Linked DNA regions of Mus musculus: region 1 is linked to region 2. A link is a contact called in public Hi-C data. All regions are on one chromosome and are shown on one strand. Each heading gives the region's core, a stretch centred on a gene start, on an enhancer-like site or on the middle of the called end of the contact. The rest is flanking DNA. Distances are from core to core; before and after follow the strand shown. Region 1 overlaps Raph1 (Ras association (RalGDS/AF-6) and pleckstrin homology domains 1). Region 2 overlaps Abi2 (abl-interactor 2).

Region 1 (6,900 bases), core at 3,484-5,983, 83 kb after region 2:
GCTGCCCCTGGTGTGTGGTCAAATCAAGCTCTTGAGGGCGTGTCACTTTATCAATATCCAGAGAATCCATGCTGGAGGCTGCAGAGGTGATGCTTGACCGGGAGGAGTTACTGATGGAGCGCGCTTCAGCATCACTCACAGTGCCTGCTGATGCAGTCCTTCTGTGCTGATTTGTCACTAAAGGCTTAGGATCTTCTACCAGAGATTGCTGAGCAGCCTCATCCATGCTCAAGGAAGCCTGTTCTAACTGAGCAGTGATGTCATCCAGGGAGTAGTTAGCATGGGAAGGTTTAGTTGTTCTATTAGAGGAAGATGACGGTCCTCTCAGGGTGCCATGTTTTGACGTATGTCGGCCAGCAGGTAGCTTCTGAGGAACTTTTGGTTCTGTGACTTGACGCTTACTATTTCCTGAGCCAATGCTGCTGAGCTCCTGCTCTATAGAGCAGAGGTCAGCCATCAGGGCATCCAGGTCCACAGTCTCACCCTGATTCAGAGCTTCTACAGAGAAGACAAAAGTTTCAGAACATAATCAAAATCTATACATTCTATTATAAATTAGCCATAGGCAGTGGGGGAAAAAAAAAAAGGAAAACAATACATTTCATTGGACCTAAAATCAATCAAATCAAGTACTTAACAGGTTTTGTTTTAAGTCTTGAGAGAATTGTTAGAAGCAAATAGCCTATCCTTTAAGATCTCTGGTAAAGAAAATAAAATTGTAAGTTTAAAGACAAAATGCTGAAAACACCTTGTACTACTCCATGGCTTTATCCCAATCTTTCAAGTACTTTGTACTCTGTGCTGGCTTGACACAAGTGAGAGGTATCCAAAAGGAGGAAACCTCGATTGAGAAAACGCCTTCATAAGGCTGGCTGTAAGGCAGCTTCTTAATTAGTGGAGTCCAGCTGGATGGTGCCATCCTGGGGCCGGTGATCCTGGCTTTCATTAGAAGCCAGGGGAAGCAAGCCAGTAAGCAGCATCCTTCCATGCCTGTTTCAGCTCCTGCCTTGAGGTTCCTGCTGTCTAAGTTCCTGTCCTGACTTCCTTCAATGAAAGATGTATAAGCCAAATAATTCTTTGCTTCCCAATTTGCTTTTGGTTATGGTCTTCCATCACAGCTATAGAAACCCTAAGGCAACTATCAATATGATCAATATCCATGTAGATATGGTTATTACCAAAAGAGAGAAGGGCATAAAGAGGAAAGTCTTAAAAAATCAGAACATGTATTGCAAACACTAAGAAGTGGCTAGGTACATTAAATACAGGTCACATGGACTGACTTTTAAATCATTAAGAAAATTTTTCTTTAGACTTTAATCCAGCCAGAAAACAATACAGTGGGATTGCTGTGGGCTTTCTCCTTAGCATGCACAGTATCAAGTATTAAATACATGACAAGACATACATACATGTTATGTTCTAGTTTCTTTTTCTGTGATTGAATATGCATAAGTTAACTCAGAATGAAGAGATGGCTCAGTAGCTAAAAGCAGAGAACCTGAGCCCCATTCCTAACACCCACCAATATTAGATGGTTTACAACCACCGCAACTCGAACTTCAAGATTATCTGACACTTCTAGTCTACTGGTAGTCTACTGGGACCTGCACTCGTGTGTATACCTACACACACACACACACACACACACACACACACACACAAAGTATGTACACAACTTTTTAAAAAAGAATAACAAAACTCAGTCAAGTTACATATATAATTTAGTAATGCATTTCTATTATTCCTATATTATAGAACTTGACATTAGCAAATCTTACCATTCAAGTTGTATATGGAGAAGCGGTAAGAAAAGTTGGCCATATTTGTTTCCTGGCGAAGAGGAGATCTTTTTACTGGTTCTTTGGGCTTGTCAGAATCCAAACTCTTTAAAAGAATAAAGTTTAACAAGTTGTATTAATGTGGGTTTTCATTACAGAAAAAGATGAGTGAACTGCCATACTGTCTTGGAGTTTCTCTTGATGTGATGAAAACACCATGACCAAAAAGCAAGTTAGACAGGAAAGGCTTTATTCAGCTTACACTTCCATATCATTGTTTGTCATCTAAAGGAACATTTAAAAGAAAAGGACAGGAACTCAGACAGGGCAGGTACCTGGAGGCAGAAGCTGATGCACAGGCCATGGTCAGGTGCTTCTTATTAGCTTGCTCCCCATGGCTTGCTCAGCCTGCTTTCTTAGAGAACCCAAGACCACCTGCCGAGGGGTGGCCCCACCCACAATGGGCTGGGCCCTTCCCCATCAATCACTAATTAGTAATGTGCCCTACAGGCTTGCTTACGACCCATCTTATGAAATTATTTTCTTGAGCTTCCCTCCTCTCAGATGACTTTATCTTGTGCCAAGTTGACATAAAACTATCCAGCACACATATTAAAAAAGCTGAAGTTTCTTCTAAATGATAGCCACAAGGAAAAACATAATGGTTTTCATCAGTTATCTCTAATTTCTAAATACATAACTTAATTTTAGCACACCACGGACTCAAAACTATCACAGTTCAGGGTAAATATCTTTTCAAATACGTCATTTAGTCAACGGCTTCATTCTACATAAGTTCACTATGAAGTATATGAATATGGACATGGTAAAGAACCATGAAGAGAGTTTGGTCGTCTCTTACCTCAAAGGGTTATGTTTTTTGATCTACCATAGTCTCATTAATGTCCTATTATAAAGGACAATCATGAACTTCATTCCCTCCCTTCCTTTGTGGTGTTGGGGCCTTGTGCATAGCAGACACTCAAACCTACCACCAGGTCACACTCCTATTCCTTACCACCTTCTTACAATGACACTGTAACTTTTTCACCTGTAACTTTTCTACAATAAGAAAAAATGGGTATCTGAACAGAAAATCACAACCATGACAGAGGAGGGGGGATGAAAAAGAAATCCAACTGTTCAAAGCTAGAGTAGTATTTTACAACTAACTTCTGTATAAATGTCATATAAAATAAGTTCAAGTTTTAAAAAAGAACTCTGGTGCTGGGCATGGTAGCACATTGGAGGCAGAGGCAGGCAGATCTCTGTGAGTTTGAAACCATCCTGGTCTATAAAACAAGTCTCAGGACTACACAGAGAAACCCTGTCTTGAAAAAACAAAAACTGAACTTCAGGCATTCTATTTGTAGAATTATAAAGTTACATTAGGATGCTATCTTGAGATTTTATAACTCTATTAAATAATGCCCATCTTGTTTTTAGATATATTCTCCTTGTAGCCCAAGCTGAGTAAAACTCACTGTATACAGCAGAAAATAACCTTAAATGAAGATGACCTCTAGAGTGCTGGGGTTACAGTTAGGTGCTACCACAGCTGCCTTCAGTGGCACTGGGAATGGCACCCGGTCTCTGTGGCTGGGGAGACATATACAGTCAGTCCCCATCTCCATTCTGTTTCTAAAGATTCATTTTCATGTGTATGAGTATTTTGTCTGAATGTATCTAATTGTACTGTGATGATTTGAATATGCTTGGCTCAGGGAGTGGCACTATTAGGAAGTATGGCCTTGTTGTAGTAGGTAGGGCCTTGTTGGAGGAAGTGTGACATCATTGTGTGCCTGGGCTTTAAGACCCTCATCCTAGAAGCCTGGAAGTCAATCTTCTAACGGCCTTCAGATGAAGATGTAGAACTCTCAGCTCTTTCTGTACCATGCCTGCCTGGACACTGCCATGCTCCCACATTGATGATAATGGACAGAACCTCTGAACCTGTAAGCCAGCCCCAATTAAATGATGTCCTCATAAGAGTTGCCTGGGTCATGGTGTCGATTCACATCAGTAAAACCCTGACTAAGATATGTGCCATGTGTGCATGTAGTGCCTGCAGAGGCTAGAAGAGGTAGCTGGATCCCCTAAAACTGGAGTTACAGTTATGAGCTGCTACTCAGGTGCTGAGAACCAAACCTCTGTCCTCTGCAAGAACAGCCAGTGTTCTTAACTACTAAGCTATTTCTCTAGTCCTTCATCCTGATTTTGATGCTATCAAATGAATGTGATCCTCAATCTACTCAGTGTTTTATTTCAAAAAACAGCCGAGAAATTCTTCTTTAACCTTAGACATAATTTTTCAGAAGCAATTTACGAAAAGTCAACTTCTTTCCAGTTCAAATAAATGAATATGTATTTTTAATTACCTGCCCATGGTGCTGAGACAAAGAAGGCGATACTGAGAAACACTCTCCTAAGGTCAAGAAATTAGTAATATAGTATGGTGAGTTTTAACCTTTGGGGAGGTTGCTAGGAATCTGCAAAAATCCTACAGATCTTCTTCCAGGAAAATGCCCAATATACAATCTTTTTTCAGCTGTTTTTGAGGAATCATTAACTATTTGAAACTTAAAGTTGATTAACACCGAATGTGCACAGGTAGTGAGCTAAAATAATGAAGTAAATCTGAATCTTAGTAAGTCAACTATTTTTTAAAATATCCGTAAAAACGAACATGTTTATAGTTAAGTCATGATATGCATTGGTTTTAATGTTTCTCTTTAAGATTCATTTATTTTATGTATATGAGTACACGCTGTATCTGTACAGATAGTTGTGAGCCTTCATCTAGTTGTTGGGATCTCTGCTCGCTCCGGTAGACCCCCACTCACCTGGCCCAAAGATTTAATTATTATTTTAATTAAGTACACTGTAGCTGTCTTCAGATGCACCAGAAGAGGGCATCAGATCTCATTACGGGTGGTTGTGAGTCACCATGTGGTTGCTGAGATTTAAAGTTAGAACCTTCAGAAGAGCAGTCGGTGCTCTTAACCCCTGAGCCATCTCACCAGCCCTAATGTTTCTCTTTAATGACAGATTTCGAAGATGAAAAGTTAGGCAACTTGAAATATAAGTGAGAAGAGAATACTGAGTGTGGAGAACTACCATCTGAGTGGAGTTCCTACCTCAGCCAAGGCAGTCTGACTCTTTCCTAACTGCTTTCTCTTTTTGGCCTCCTCCTCAAGTGTACAACCACTTGGTCACAGACACAATATACTAGCCAGCCCTTGGATAATTTCCTTTATACACTATAATTTCTATTTATTTCTTCTCGTCCTAGCTGTATTAGCTACTTTCTGTTGCTGTGAAAAAAAATCATGACAGAGACAACTTAAAGAGCAAAAAGTTTATTTGGGTTTAGTGTCCAGAGGGATAAGAGTCAGTCCATCATGGCAGGAAGCCTGGCAGTGGGTAGATAGAAGCAGGAAGCCGAGAGGCCACTTCTTTACCACAGACACAGCAGAGAGAGCAAACCAGAGAGGTGTGAAGTTCTAAACTCTCAAATATGCCCCTGTGGCATACTTCCTCCAGCAAGGCTACACCACCCCAATAACCTCTCCATCAGAGCTACTGACTTGGAACCAAGTATTTAAATACCTAATTTTATAGGGAACACTTCTTACTCAAACCAACACACCAGCATAGAACTGGACACTTAATCATTATCTTTATCATAACACTGCTTCTGTAAGAAAAAAGCTAAGAAGTAAGAAGTGGCTCATTTAGTGCTTATAACACCTGCCTGAGGACCTGAGTTTAGATCTGCAGCACCCATGTAAAAGAGGAGAACTGGTGGAGTTGGTTCTCTCTACCATGTCGGTCTCAGGGATTGAATTTAAGGCTTGACCGCAAGGACCTTAACCTGTAACTGTCTTTGCTACTTTGTAGATTCTTCTCCTCTGACCTCCATATACTCCACAGCATGCAACCCCACCTCCCTACAATAGAAATATGCCATAAGAATAGAGGTAGATACTGGATATAATGGCTAATCTCTGGTATCAAGTTGGCTGCATCTGCAATAAAATAAAATTCATGCAGCTGTGCACAGCTGTGAGGGATTTTCTTGATTGGATTATTTGAGATGGGAAGGCCCACCCTAAATCTGGGCCACACATTCTGGTGGCAGCTCACTTAAAAGATATGAAAGAAGGAAGCCTTTGCTTCTTTGCCTGCTTGCCTACCCTCTCACTGGCAGGTTTATCTACCCTGTGTCTAAGTTATTCCTTTGCTCATATTAGAATCTACTTCTTTAGGCTCCAACATAGACTGAACACCAGAAGCTCTCTAGGAACCCCCCAGGACTCCAGCACCAGAAGGGCAGTGCTGAGACCTATACCCAATTCTTGCCCTTCCCATCAGGAGCAGCCATTGCTGGCTGGATCACAGTCTGTAAAAACTCTAATAACCACCCTCCTTTAATATATATGCATTCATTCTACCAGTTCTGTTCCTTAAGAGAATGCTGACTAATCCACCAGATGTCAACCTCTGGACTCTCTATACATGTGTCCACACTCACATGTCTGTCACAGAGAACTGTAGAGAAGTAAATTAAACAGAAATGGTTTGGTACTTACAGACATCAGAAGACAGTTTGATAAAAATGATGCCTTTTCTTATTACAGCTTGTAGTAGTTAGGATGAGAATTGCTCCCACAGGCCCATACATTTGAGTGTTTGGTTTCCGGGTATGGCCTTGTAGGAGGAGGTGTGCCATTGGTGGTAGGCTTCAAGGTTTCAAAAACCCAGTTAGGTCTAGTTCCTCACTCTGACTCCTGCTAATGGAACTCGGCAGCTCAAGTCATCCTTAAACTCAATCAAGTAAAACCAACCTGTGTTACACGAAGCTCCATCTCAAAAGCTAAGCAACCATACATCACTACGTCAGTGACAAGAAATCCACAGCCCAATAAAACAAAGAAAACAACAAAACCAAAACACAAAGACACTTTTAGAACTATTTTAAATGTAGCCTGAATAAGCCTTTATCAGTATTTTGAAAATATGAGCTAGAAAATACAAATGTCATAAAATGTATTTAAATTGGTTATAGAACAAAATATGTCACTAGATATTTAAACTTTAGACTTTAAAACTGTCTTAG
Region 2 (7,305 bases), core at 423-2,922:
TTTATTTCCTGATATAGATATCATATACCAACATATTATATGTATTATATGTCATATATAGAAATTATAACTTACTTAAATGAAATTATTTGTAGTTTGTTTATATATGTGCATTCTAATTTCAGAGATGGTTGTTTTTGGTTTTTTAAGACAGGATTTCTCTGTGTAACAGTCCTGGCTGTCCTGGAGCTCTCTTTGTAGACCAGTCTGGCCTCAAACTCAGAGAGAGCTGTCTGCCTCTGCCTCCTGAGTGCTGGGATTCAAGGCTATGCCACCACCACACAGCTGTTGCTTGAATACTTAAAAAACTATTTTAAGTTCAAAGTCCTGGTCTTTCCCTTTCCTTTTGACACAATAGTATTTATTTTGAATTGTTATTTTGTTTATTGAACAGTGCTTGAGAGAAGTAGGATGAACAGTGCCTTTGAAAAAAACGATCTTATGTGCTGGGTGGTGGTAGTGCACACCTTTAGTTCTAGCACTCAGGAAGAGGTGGAACTCTGAGTTGAAGGCCAGCCTGGTCTACAGAGTGAGTTCCAGGACAGCCAGGGCTACACAGAGAAACCCTGTCTCAGATTAAAAAAAAAAATCTTGTTCAAAATCAGTGAGCTATTGTGAGTGAGCTTGAATGGCCAAGGAAAGAAACTCTGGGAACCTTAAGGGGAGTTGAATCACTGAGAAATACAAGGGCCAGTTGAGCAGCATCCTCCTGCAAGGAAGAAAGCTTTTTTACATTTTATGCCTTGATATGCCAAATTCTTTTAAAGTTGTAATCTCATCTGCAAGATATCCATTGTCTTAAAGGATTTGGTCACTTAACAAGAACTGAATGAATGCTAACCAGCGCTCCAGGAAGCATCTTACTCCTGTTATTTTCCTTTCAGATTTTTTTTTTTCCATCTGCTTCCTTTGAAAGGAGTATTTGGGAAAAGGAAAACAATTTTTTAATAAAATCTAGTTTGGGTTTTATAGTTTAACTAAGATAGAAGGACTTAGGTAGTCTTTTAAAGTTTCTCTTCAATGCTGAACACTGAGGAAGAAAGAGATTAAGATGAAGTTGAGGGAGAAAGGTAAAAAAGAAAAAATGAAATTAAATAGTGCATTTTTAAGTACCAATAAATCTTTAATTTCTGTGTCTTTAGTGTATAAAAAGGGGAATGAGTTACAGCTGGTATTGATCTTCATGTGGAATTTGTGACCCCCAAAATCTAGATTTGTTATCTGTATTTTTAAATATCTATGGTTAGGGAGAGAGAGAGGAGAAGAAGATAATTAGTGCATTCATCCAGTGCATTTGGGAGATTTTAACATGATCCTAAAGTAATTCAAATTCTTCTAAGAAAAGAATAGAGTCTAGAAAACATTGGCCTAAACAATGGAAAACTTGGTGTTTTCTGCAAATAAATGAACAAAATTCCATTAGCATAGGAATGAGGCTGGAGACTGAAATTTACACTACATACTCACCAGAACTCTCTCTGCTGGTAGAAGAGTTATGCTGAAGGAAAGACAAATTGATAGCTGGGTTAAACCACATTTCCTCTTTCTGCTTACAAATTGTATGTCACTGGCAACTCTGAAGTTAGCGTGCCGAGACTTGATTAATCACACCATACATACGCTCTTCTTTTTGTAGGCGGCACTCCCCCTATCGAACACTGGAGCCAGTGCGTCCTCCAGTGGTACCAAATGATTACGTACCTAGCCCAACCCGTAATATGGCTCCCTCGCAGCAGAGCCCTGTGAGGACAGCTTCTGTGAATCAAAGAAATCGAACTTACAGGTATTTTCTCTACCTCAGCGCAAACCACGATGGTCAGAGTACCATGATCTCTTCAGATAACTTCAGCTAATCTCTCTCATTTCCAAGCACTAAGTTCTTTTCCTCACTCTGCTCTCCCAAACCTCATCTGATTCTTCCTCTCTCTCCTCATGTTCTGATGCAACTTTGAACAGCCAGGAAGGTGAAAAAAGACATCCCAGAGATAAACTTAAGTTAATATAAAAACCATTACTAACCAGGAATAGAAATTGCAAGTTATTTTTTGCTGGAAATTTACAGATGAAAAACTATTCATAATAAAATATTAGTATATTACCATGCCATTACAAACTGAAATAAAATAATTTAGTAAAATTTACTAAAAGCTTCTTTAGATGGGTATCAGGCCAGGATATAAAAGGTAGTATTATTTTGATGTGTAAGCACCAACAGTTTGCTCTTACATTTATAGGGAATTTACTTAAATTTTTTTTATAAGGTAGACTTTATAAATAGGTATCAAAACAAGTTTACTGAACTCAAGAGTTTCTCCTTATTTATTAAGGAATTCCTATTTGAAATGGAAGCCTTTTTGAATTATGTTTCTTGTAGCTATGTCCGTTTCAGAAATACACGGGAATCCTGGTATTGTGCTCTGCATACTCATTCTTCGGTGGCTCTTCCTCCTTCAGCAGCAGTGGGAGCAGTGGAGGAAGTCACCCAAGTAGTCGGAGCAGCAGTCGGGAGAACAGCGGAAGTGGTAGTGTGGGGGTACCCATTGCTGTGCCTACTCCGTCTCCTCCAAGCGTCTTTCCAGGTAGAGCATTAGTGGTTATTTGTTTGGTTTTATTTTGTGAATTTGAATTCAATTTGTTACTGAACTTAGTGAGTGTGTATGTGTGTGTGTGTGTGTCTGTCTGTTTTGCTGGCTGTTAAACCCAGATTCTTCTTAATGAAATATTTAAAGAATTCTTCCCTAGCACTCTGCAAGGTTTTGGGAAGTCTGCACATATCCAGCTGATCTTAATGGCTTTGCTATTTTTTCTACTTTGTTATTTTGTTTTATGTCTTTGGTGAGTACTTCAGTTGGTACTTTGAGGTTCATGTTTGTATTATAACTGCATTTTCTTGGAAATGGGGAAGACATGGTTTGAGAATCATTTTGATAACAAAGGACTGGAAATGTAAATTTAGGAGCGTTAGAATCCAGCAGTTTCTAAAAAACTATTTCTTCAATCTCTTTCCTTTCTCGCTCTTTCGCTCTCGCTTTCTTTCTTAAGATTTATTTATTTATTTTATGTATATGAGTACACTGTACAGATGGTTGTGAGCCTTCATGTGGTTGTTGAGAATTCAATTTTTTTGGACCTCTGCTTGCTCTGGTTGGGCCCGCTCTCTCTGACCCAAAGACTTATCTATTATTACACTGTATTAGTACACTGTAGCTGACTTCAGATGCACCAGAAGAGGGCATCAGATCTCATTACAGGTGGTTGTGAGCCACCATGTGGTTGCTGGGATTTGAACTCAGGAACTTTGGAAAAACAGTCAGTTCTCTTATTCACTGAGCCAATTTGCCATCCCTTTTTCATTTTCTTGAAACAGAAAGATAACAGTAGTTTGGTTTGAAGACACAGAATTTGAATTTAGTTTTAAAAGCGTGAACATAAAAGCATTGAGAGAGCAGCTGAAGGGACAGCTGATGGATTCAGAGCCCTTACTGCTCTTTTAGAAGATCTAGGCTTGGTTTCTGCACCCAGACTGGATGGCTCACAACCGCCTGTAACTTCAGCTCCAGAAGATCCCAACACCCTCTTTTGGCCACTGGACATCTGCATGCACACTTGCACACTATATGCACACATAAACGCTTTCAGGCTTACACATGTGTAAAAAAACTTTAATAGAAGAACCAGCAAGATAAGCCAGGTGTATTGGCACACCCTTTTACCATAGCACTCAGGAGGTAGAGGCAGGTAGAGGTTTGATGCCAGCCTGATCTACAGAGCGAGTTCCAGGATAGCCAAGCTCCACAGAGAAACCCTGTCTCCAGAAATAAAAAACCAAACCAAACTAAACCAAACCAAACCCTAAACCCAGCAAGATAGATTATTACATAGTATATGGTGGTGCATGCCTTTAATTCCAACATGCATAGGTTAAGGTAGGAGAATAAGTGATCTAGGAGCCAATGGGCTATGTAGTAAGAATTGCTGTTTTCAAAAATAAAACAACATATTTAATTACAGTAGTCCAAATAGCACCTGTATACAAAAGTCACGTAATGTGGTATGCATGTTTGTTTTCAGTTTTTATTTTTAAAGTGATAAACTACTGTTTGGAATATGTCTGTTGTAATTCTAAAAGAATATTGTTGCTTTACTGTAGTTTTCATACTTAGAACACTTTGTGATAAAAATAATATATAGGAAGTATAGTTTTCTCCTAAGATAGGTAACTTTCAGGTAAAAAGGAAGGCTTGTTTTTAACTAATGAATATTTTGCTATACTATCCTGAGCATCTTGAATTATTTGTTGTTCACCTAATGACCTTAAGCATTCTTTTTTTCAGTGTTTTATTCTTTTGGCTAGTGTTAAGTACTGAGTGTTCTTCATATTGCAGTGCTTCTTCTAATGCTACTGTGACTGCCTTATTAATGCTGCCTCTTACTCCTCTTCCCTCAGCCCCTGCTGGCTCTGCTGGCACTCCTCCCCTTCCTGCTACTTCTGCATCTGTCCCCACCCCTCTTGTTCCTGCTACTGTTCCCTCCTCCACTGCCCCAGACGCTGCTGCTGGGGGTGCACAGAGCCTTGCTGATGGCTTCACTTCTCCAACTCCCCCTGTTATTTCTTCTAACCCCCCCACAGGTGAGTATTAGCATGGCAGACAGATCCAGCCATCTGCCCATTCTTTCCTGAAACTCCAGCTTCATGTTTGTTGGCTTGGCTTTACTGTGTATTTTTTTAAATGATAGTAAATATTTTAATCGGAAAGTGGCATGTGAACAAAGAATTTACTGAGAAAAATGTGGTAAAGCCTGTGATACACTTGTCTAATAAAGTTGCACAAGCATTAGTATTACTTTAATTTATTCTGTTAAATATTTGTGAACTTAATATGGAGTCAACTTCTGTATAGTTTTGAAAGCTTAATATTAGAACTGTTATAGGAAGCTGAAGAGATAGCTGAGTTGATAAAGTGCTTGTTGTGCAAGCATGAAAACTTGAGTTCTATCCCCAGCACCCACATATGAAGCCAGGCATGGCGGTGTATGTTTGTAATTCCAGCGTTGGGGAGCTGAAGGCAGGTGGGTTCCTGGGGCTTGCTGACTAGTCAGCCTAGTCCAAGGCTAAGTGCCAGGTCCTAGTGAGAGACATTGTTTAAAAATACAAAGTTGGTGGCTCCTGAGGACTAACACCAAAGGCTGACCACTGGCCTCTACATGCTCAACTATTCACATGCACATGTACCTACATATAATACCTGGACTGCACACATACACCAACACTGTTATTATAGGTTAAGTAATTAACAAAAATAAGCCTATGACAATTGAAAAATTTCTTTTATAAAGATTTATTTATTTTATGTGTACGAGTACACTGTAACTGCTTTCAGACACCCCAGAAGAGGCCATTGGATTAGTCCTATAACAGATGGTTGTGAGCCACCATGTGGTTGCTGGAAATTGAACTCTGGACCTCTTGTAGAGCAGTCAGTGCTCTTAACCACTGAGCCATCTCTCCAGCCCCTGAAAAATATATTTTAATGCAATATTTTATATAGCAAATTACAAACTATGTTTATAATAAACTCATAAATTATACTTCAAAGGACTTTAAGATTATTTAAGTTGACTGATGTTTTATTTAAGATTTCAACCTAGTGCTAAGGAGATGGCTTAGCAGGTAAAGGGCTTGCTGCCTAGCCAGACAGCCAGGGTTGTATAAGTTGTCCTCTAATCTACACACGCACACGCACACGCACATGCACACTCTCTGTTGTATGAATGTGCCCTCCTTATAAATAAATGTAATCAATCATTTTAGAAAAGATTTTAACCTCAAATACATTTTGCTGGGATAGGAAAATAAATTTAACTGTTAATATGATGCTGGTTAGTAAATGTATCCTTTTTTTGAGACAGGGTTTTTCTGTGTAGCCCTGGCTGTCCTGGAACTTATTCTGTAGATCAGCCTGGCCTCAAATTTACAGAGACACACCTGCCTCTACCTCCCAATTATTGGGATTAAAGGTGTGTACCACTACTACCTGGCTACTAATAAAACATGTTTTAAAAGATGTCTTTGTCCTAATTGGATTTTGAATGGTATTCTATTTAGATAGCTTCTATAATAATCCTTATGAAGATTTTTCTGTAATGGATGAGTAAAAATATGGACAGTCATTTGGTTGAGATATACAACTCTGTTACACTAGTCCAACTAGTTAAAAAGAGAAATCTTGCAAATGCCCAGAAATAATAAATGGCCCCTAACTAAGAGTTAATTTTAGCAGTTAAATGATAACATAATAATAGGTACTTGGCTGTGCTTGATAGACTTAATATTGATGAGAATTTAGAGTGGATCCAACTTTATAAAATTCATAGTTTTCTTTTTTGAAGATCTTAGGCAATGCTTTTCTCCCTGTTGTCTTTTGCCCTTTCTCCTTTTTATTTCCCCTTTTTCCTCTTCCCCTCATGGTATAGCTTCTCCTCCTCTTCCTGTCTTCCTGTCATTCCCTTCCTTGCATGCCCTGTTGCTTGCTGGTGTTCTTTCATGGGTGGCCTTTTCCTGATATAAGAGGGCCCCTGACTGAGTGGGCACCAAGTGAGGGTAAAGGCAAGGTCGGATTTGAGTTATAGATGGAAACTGGGTGGATTAGGAAAGAATGTTTCCGGTTGATGTTAGCAGTGTATAACTCTGAAGAGGTAAGATAGGTTGAAATGAGTTATAAATGGATAGGTTTCTGGGGTGATGATCATTTTTGATTCAGATTTCATAAACTATTTTATGACACAATCTGGCTATAAGAAGATGAGTATATTGAATTGTATAAAGATGGGTTTGACTTGGCGTTAAAGCATCAAATGTTTTGTTGAACTATTTTGTTTCCTTTTAAACAGTGTTTTTTGTTATCACCACCTATTTTAGAATATGGCTGTATCAAACATTTTTTTGTTTTGTTTTTGTTTTTTTCCCCCAGAATTTAATTCTTCGTTTAGTCTCCAATGTTTAATGGCTGCTTTAAATAATTATTTTTTGGACAGGAGGGGGAAATTAATCTCTTGTGTCCTATAACAATACTGTAGACTAGATTATTTATAAATTATATTAGTCTGACTATATTAGTTCTGGAGGCAGAATATCTAGTATCAAGGTTCCTTAATCTGGTGAGAGACTTTGTACATAGAATAAAAAAGGAGAAAATCCACTTTTGATAATGGTATTACTTACTCATGAGAACAGAACCCTTATGACCTGATAACTGTTTACAGCTGTGGTCTTTTAACACTGGTGTGCTAGGGCAACGCTTCCCA

The links. Hi-C and Micro-C count contacts between places; a contact is called where the count stands out from the background.
Region 1: a contact with region 2 is called in a Hi-C map of the HPC-7 cell line, with 2.6 times the contacts expected there. The contact joins two enhancer-like sites. A contact is called at or near these places in 3 of 15 datasets of contacts at CTCF or cohesin (CD8 T cells, the NIH/3T3 cell line and pro-B cells), 7 of 484 Hi-C or Micro-C datasets (8-cell embryo, the C10 cell line, CD8 T cells and 3 more) and 2 of 9 other capture datasets (adipose tissue and embryonic stem cells).

The regions. Positions count from the first base shown.
Region 1 is chr1:60,525,603-60,532,502 of GRCm38.p6, forward strand. Raph1 (Ras association (RalGDS/AF-6) and pleckstrin homology domains 1) reads right to left here. Exons shown (of 14, transcript NM_001045513.3): 3 at 1,782-1,887; 4 at 1-498. Among named protein-coding and RNA genes, the nearest start is that of Raph1, 38 kb to the right of the region's middle. Within about 2 kb of position 4,734, at least 11 of the 459 cell types and tissues checked have an H3K27ac peak or open chromatin away from gene starts, as enhancers often do. A contact at or near this core is called in the HPC-7 cell line, where this site is marked.
Region 2 is chr1:60,445,624-60,452,928 of GRCm38.p6, forward strand. It overlaps Abi2 (abl-interactor 2), which reads left to right. Exons shown (of 12, transcript NM_001198570.1): 6 at 1,637-1,783; 7 at 2,455-2,579; 8 at 4,448-4,630. Among named protein-coding and RNA genes, the nearest start is that of Abi2, 40 kb to the left of the region's middle. Within about 2 kb of position 1,673, at least 3 of the 459 cell types and tissues checked have an H3K27ac peak or open chromatin away from gene starts, as enhancers often do. A contact at or near this core is called in the HPC-7 cell line, where this site is marked.